2 separate regions of the Mus musculus genome follow, and region 1 is linked to region 2. A link is a contact called in public Hi-C data. All regions are on one chromosome and are shown on one strand. Each heading gives the region's core, a stretch centred on a gene start, on an enhancer-like site or on the middle of the called end of the contact. The rest is flanking DNA. Distances are from core to core; before and after follow the strand shown. Region 1 overlaps Cadps2 (Ca2+-dependent activator protein for secretion 2). Region 2 holds the start of Fezf1 (Fez family zinc finger 1).

Region 1 (3,108 bases), core at 524-3,023, 130 kb after region 2:
ACATAAGAAAAGAGAATTTAAGGCCAAGCAAGCAAAGAAAACTAGCCCATCTTTCTTTTCTTCTTTTTACAAATGAAAATCAGAATAGGAAGGGTAGAAGCAGAAATTGAAAAAGCATGCAAGTTTTTACTCAGTGGATGAGCAATGTTTTTTGTTTTTGAGGTAAGGCAGCGTGGCAGTAATTCGGCAGATTACTTTTCTAGAATATTGTCTCATTAGACTCCAGGAAAGGAGAACACGGGAGGGTCCCTACTTTCTCTCCACTTGGTTTTAGGACAAACATCTCCATGTATGGATCAAAGAAGATCCTCTGTGTCCTTCCCAGTGGGCGCTACAACCATAAAGCACTGAGCTAACCTGTGAATGGGAGCCTGCCATCCATCTCAGAGTTCTCGCAGAGCAGCAAAGCATTGCCAGAGGAGCTCAGAAAGACAAAGTTCTGTCTGCACATTTTAAACTGGAAATATATTCGTACAAAAGGTATTATAATGCCTAAAGATCCCCACACACTTTCCTCTGAGATACTTGAACTGTTTTAATGTCGGTTCATGGATAAGCTCTTTCAATCACATTTGGAACCCTCAACACTCCCCAACACGAAAGCTACGTGGACCGAGTATTCACAAATGAAAACCAAAGTGTTCATCTTCCACTTCCTTCAAACGACCGAGTGTTCACTGCGTTTGCTTTAACACAACATGATATCATAATTAATGATGTTAAGCTGGTAACTAAGGAGGTTTCATGTTGTTACTCTCTTGATATAATATTGGTTGCTATGGTGATGAGATGGCTTTTTTGTTAATCACTCAGGAGGTTGGTTATCACATGCTTGTTAGAGAGCTTGTCCAGATTTGGAGATAAAAAAAGGGAAGACAACATTTCTCTTTTCCACTGGCTGAATATTTATAAAATTATTGTAATACCAATTAATTATAAATTAACTGTCCACTAAGCACAATCTAAAAATACTAAAAGTGACTGATCTTTGTCTACAGGATGGCTTCCCTCTTATTTTAAGATATAAATATTTAACAAAACACAAACTTTTCCTTTCTTTCTGGTAATGACCCCTGTGTGATGTATGTCAGCTTCATGACAATTCGAACAAATAACTTAAAATCTTTCCCGATACTTTGAAGTCAACCAGTTCAAAAGCCTGAAATATCAAAGCTGATCTTGTGACTCAGCTGTACCTTCCCATCTACTTATCTCTAAACATTTAAAATATCAGTGTCCTTAATGAATAAAGCTCGAAGAAAGAGAGAAAGTGCACAGTCCTCTCAAGAGGTCTAATCTTTCAAATGCATCAATATAGAGCCAGCAATTAACAGCGGCAGGAAGTTCTCCCCGCTTACTCCAGCCCACATAACAATCAACAAGTTTCTTCCACCACCGAGTGACAGTGCAGATCAGAAAATAAAATTACATAATGCTACACTGACACCAATCAGCAAAGCATCCACAGCCCATAGTTTAAATGTTAGACATACTTACAGTAATGTCAAAAAAATACAACCCATGAAAACACCTTTTGGTTTCTCGAAAACTCAAAATAAGAACAAAGGACAACTTAAGCATGGATCCTGGGTCTTTCATTCAAGCCGAGTCCCAGGAGGCATATTAAAGCGATGAATAGGAAAAAGCGCTTCAGTTCGCCAGCTGAGATTTTAATGAGACATTTCCCTTTGCCTCGGCACAGGATTGTTCAGGGAAGGAAAGGACTTCTCATAGAAAATTCAGTTAATAGGCATTGTCGGCTCTCACAGCCACTTCAGCAATTGCTCAGGGCACTGACCTTCTATTTTGGCATATTCTGTGAGCCTAGTGTAATTGATCAAGGCAGCTTTCTCCAGACATTTTCTGACCACTTTCTTCACCTCCTCCGCAGGGATAGGAGTGGCAATGTCTTTCATTAAAACCTACAGAGAGGAGAGAGAAGCAGGGTGGGTGGGAAAAGGAGAGAGGAGAGACATTGCATAAAATACATTCTAAAAACAAATTACACAAATTGCCCCAGCCCTGAGTGTTCCTGGGAAGGGGGAGGGGCCTTCTGTAACTTGTGGGAAGTAATGAGTCTGCACTTCACAACTGGGACCTAATCCTTCAGCATTGGTTCCTCCTGTCTAAGCCTCATTTGTGAACATCAAAACCTCCCATAGGCCAGGTCCCCAGGATTCAGGGTGACAGTCACTTCTCCTCCAGGGATCCACGACACCATTAGAGCAGCTGTTTCAGATCAGGATTACAGCCCTTGGCATAAGTGATAAACAAAGTTTGTCTTGTATAGCCCTCAGGTAAGAGCCCCAGGTCTTCTGAGTTATATGTGGAAAAATCGTAGGAAACAATTCTAGCACGGATGGGCATAATTCTGGAGCAGTGTAAAGATTACAAATGAGACATTATTAATTGTGACCTGCTGCGGACAGGGTGCTGCAGTATGAAAAGAGGAAGGGGCGTCTTCGCCTTCGTGGAACAAGTGCTTTATGTGAGATCAAGCTCTTGACATGGGGACATTTCCTTCAGTTTCAGATTAAAATGAAGGTTTTTCTCTGCTGGGTCCCTAAAATGTATTCTTGGACAGTTTTCCTTACCATGTTTTTTTGTTAACAAGGAGCCAATAGTTATATAAACAAATTCAAAAGGTAACTTTAAACGTGTTCTAACAATACATTAATACTTTTCATTACAACTCCTATTGTAAATTGTGAGTCATTGTTAGGCAGACTATTTTCTCATGTGTTTAATGTAATTGTTATGCTTTGTTTATATTCAAACAATGATACATATGAGAAAAGTGTAATAAAGGTGATTTTTTAAAGTGTAGTACGTATTCTACTAATCTCTTAAATTGCAATAAGCACTAAAGAACCTGGAAATACCCATGGAAACTTTAGTATTTTAATCTCTTTTTACCAATCTTTGAGCACTCTTGAATTGGTTCCAGTATGCAAGCATCAATAACCCCTGACAGCATTTTCAAATGTATTTAGGCAAGCTTTTCTTTCTTGAAGTCAGCTACCTTTATCATTTATCAGGTCTTTTATTATCAATTTCAATTGTGACATATATTTGGTACTTCAGAAATAGAAAGTAGATACTTTGTAG
Region 2 (3,286 bases), core at 270-2,769:
TTAAACAGGTCAAAGATAACAACACAAGGCCTCCCAGTCCAGCCTCCACAGCCCAGAAGGTCTTATGCTAAAGAATGAGGCTATATCGATGCGTTTTTCCCCCCAAATGGTTCCAAAGCCTTTCGGGTAAACTTCTGACGGAGGAACATACCTGTGTGTGAATGATCTTATGCCGGCAAAGGGTGCTAGCTTGCCGGAAACCTTTCCCACACACTTTACACACGAAGGGTCTGGCTCCTGTGTGTACCGGCATGTGACGGGTTAAGTTATAGTGCGCATTAAAGACCTTAAAAATTAAACACAAAGGAAAACAGGTTAACGGAAGCACAGATTGGATCCAAAGTGATAAAAAGGAGGGAGGGGGCAAAACAAGTTTATACTTCCACTCCCCAAATACTAAAACAGAAGCGAGGGATGGAGAGAGGAAGGAAGAAAGGAAGGAAGGAAGGAAGGAAGGAAGGAAGGAAGGAAGGAAGGAAGGAAGGAAGGAAGGAAGGAAGGAAGAAGGAACTCCTGGCATAAGACTTGCCTTGCCGCAGACTTCACAAGTGAAAACTTTGGGCTTGGCATTTGGAGAGCCGCGGCTGAAATCCGAGGTTTTGAAAGCGATTTTTTCCGACAAAAGTTGGGCGCTTTCTTTCATGTAATGCTGCAGCTGAGCCTGGGACAGGTCTTTGAAAGCTACTCCCGAAGGGAGTTTCTCCACTGCCGGTACAACCAGTTTATTCCTTTCGGCTAAATACGTTTTGGGCTGTGGGTGCAAAGGGGAACTGAGAAAGTAGGAGGCCACCGGGTGGATGTTCACGCTCGCAGCCGGGTGGCACGGGCCGTCACCTCGGTTCAGGTAGCACAGGGCACCCATGGCGTGAAACGAAGAGTGGTTGACCACACGCGGCCTTACCAGCTTGTACTGCTGTAGTGGCAATGCGTCGCGGGCCAGGTCGCCCTTAAGACTTAGCGCGCAGTTGAGCAGGTCGCTGCAGCTGAACGCCGGCGCAGAGGGCGCCACCGCGGGCGGCGCCGGAACCTCCAAACTCGCCTTGCGGGGCTCTGAGCCATTCACTCCCGCTTTGGAGTTCGTGTCGTACGCCACGGGGACGAAAGGGATCATGCAGGGGATCGACGAGTTGAGATGCAGAGAGTGCTTGGGGTCCCCTTTGGGCACGGCTCCCTGCAGGAAGTGGGGGACCGGCAGGGCCTTAGGCTCAGGGGTGCGCGCCATGATTCGTTCGATGGAGAAAGCCAAGGGTTTAGATGTGCTCATCACGTTGCCCCGAGCTGGAGCAGTCGCTAGCATTTTGGTGGTCGCGTTGAGGCAGCTACTGTCCATGACTGAGTCGCCAGCGTCGGTCAGCCGGGGTTGAGTCGCGGGATCGTTGCCTTGTCCCCTGCTTGTCACAGACCTGCGGAGAGGACAGGCACCGTCACCACCAGCAGCCTCCTCCTCCTCCTCCCCAGCATCACCAGCCGAACCTGCCTGCCCAGCCCAATGGACTCCTGCCAGCCCATCGCAGAGTTCTTGGCGCACCAATGACTCGGGGACAATCACTACTTATTTCTATCAATAGAAAGTGTTGTGTCAATAACGCAGCCAAGATCTCGCCAATCGTTAACTTCCAAGAGGAGAAGGTAAACTAGATAATTGCTCAATTCGCTTCCAACAGTCAACAGGAAAACTTTTTTTCTCTCTGCAGTCGGTGACTACTTTTCATTGGTGAGAGAGCTTCCCCCGCCCAGAAGAGGCGGGGGCGCTCTCTGCAACGCGCAGAGCCCTCCCCGACGCGCAAGCACTCGCCCGCACACACTTCTCTACCCTTCAGCTGCCCCTCCCCCTAGCTTCCTCTGTCTTTTTAATTCTCAATCTGCTTAACCAGGCTTTAGAGGCCAAGCAAATCTGAGATCAATTTTCTCGTTTAGCTCTAAGTGACATCATCTAAAATCATTGTGCTAGGGCTAAATAAGGAAACAGAGTCTAATTCAGGGGCAAATGCCAGGCTATATTTATCAAACGCCAGGCTCTAGAAAGCCTTGACCAGGAAACCTCTGACGGCAAAATCCGAGGTTTCTGTGCTTGGCTTGCCTGAGCTCAGTTCGGGCCACGATGCCTCCTCCTACGCAGCCCACTTTCATCCTCCGGGACTCGAGGGGGTCTGGGGGGTGAGGTCGGGAGGTGGTGCTCATTCCCTGAATCAAGGAGTCGCTGCAGCTCGAGCCGCGTCTGGACCGTTTGGAAGACACCAGCAGGTAACTGGCCTCCCAAAATGCCCTTGAGATGTAAAGGCCTTGGGAGGCTTGTTATGCGTTTGTGGTTTTGTCAAAGCGATGCCCATGGCAATAGGCCTGGGAAAGACGCACCAGCACCACAAAGTTGAGTTGCAAAGAATAAGAGGGAGCCACACGGCCAGAGACCTAGACGCGGATTGAACTCACACAAACACACGCGTGAGCGCGCTTCCTTGAGTTTCCAGAGAGAACCCCGAAAGGGCATTTCTCCAAAGAACTTGCGCCCACTGCTCTTCCAGAGCAGAGGGTTTTAAACGTGGAGCGGAGAAGGGGAATACAATCTGTCGATCCCTACCCTGGCTGCCAGCGTCTGCGTGCGGCTCATCAGTGCACGCGATACCCCGCGTGTCTGTGCGCGCAGACGAACAAAGTGTGGTGGTCACGGACCATTTCTGCCCCCCCCCCCCGAGCGTTTGGAGACCCTAAGCGTCCCCTACCCCCCCCCACCCTCCCCCGCGCGCCCAGCGCCCTCCTGGTGTGACGCCTGGGGCCCAAATTCGCTAGCTGGGCGAGCTTTCCATGAAAAGGCCGGACGCTGAGGCTCCCATTGCGCGGGTCCCCGCGGCTCCCGCCCGAGTAGCGGCGCGCGCCTTCCCCGGAGAGGTCAACCGGGAGCCTTCGGTCGCCGAGAGCAGAACCCCAGGCACGCTCCTGGGGCTGCGGACCGTAGACAAACCCCCGCCGTTCTCAAGCCAGTTCCCGGAGGAAGCTGAGCGATGAGCCCTGAACCGCCTCCTGGAGGCCGCGGGAAGGAGCTGCCGGCAAACTCCAAGCACCGTCAGCCTGGTGAGTTAACTCTACCGTGTGTGGACCAAGTATCCGCCAGGTATCTGGCCAAGAGTAAGATGTGCTGTCCTCTGGTGAGAACCCTGGAAAGGGCCAGCAGTGGGAGGTGAATGTGGGAGCCTAGGATTGTTGAGCCTAAGGCTAATGTATTGGAAGGTGCCAAGTTGGGATTCGAATGGAGGCAACTGGCTTTCAAGATCTCTCCTTCTCCAAACCC

Evidence for each region. Hi-C and Micro-C count contacts between places; a contact is called where the count stands out from the background.
Region 1: a Hi-C map of olfactory sensory neurons shows a contact between it and region 2, with 4 times the contacts expected there. The contact joins the enhancer-like site here to the promoter of Fezf1 in region 2. A contact is called at or near these places in 1 of 39 promoter capture datasets (cranial neural crest), 5 of 484 Hi-C or Micro-C datasets (embryonic somatosensory cortex, immediate neuronal precursor, liver and 2 more), 5 of 115 datasets of contacts at active chromatin or transcription factors (embryonic basal ganglia, embryonic forebrain, embryonic midbrain and 2 more) and 1 of 9 other capture datasets (embryonic stem cells).

Annotation. Positions count from the first base shown.
Region 1 is chr6:23,381,083-23,384,190 of GRCm38.p6, forward strand. Cadps2 (Ca2+-dependent activator protein for secretion 2) reads right to left here. Exons shown (of 30, transcript NM_153163.4): 16 at 1,799-1,922. Among named protein-coding and RNA genes, the nearest start is that of Fezf1, 130 kb to the left of the region's middle. Within about 2 kb of position 1,774, at least 22 of the 459 cell types and tissues checked have an H3K27ac peak or open chromatin away from gene starts, as enhancers often do. A contact at or near this core is called in embryonic basal ganglia and olfactory sensory neurons, where this site is marked.
Region 2 is chr6:23,246,745-23,250,030 of GRCm38.p6, forward strand. It overlaps Fezf1 (Fez family zinc finger 1), which reads right to left and starts at 1,520. Exons shown (of 4, transcript NM_028462.1): 1 at 530-1,520; 2 at 152-286. The coding sequence starts at 1,330.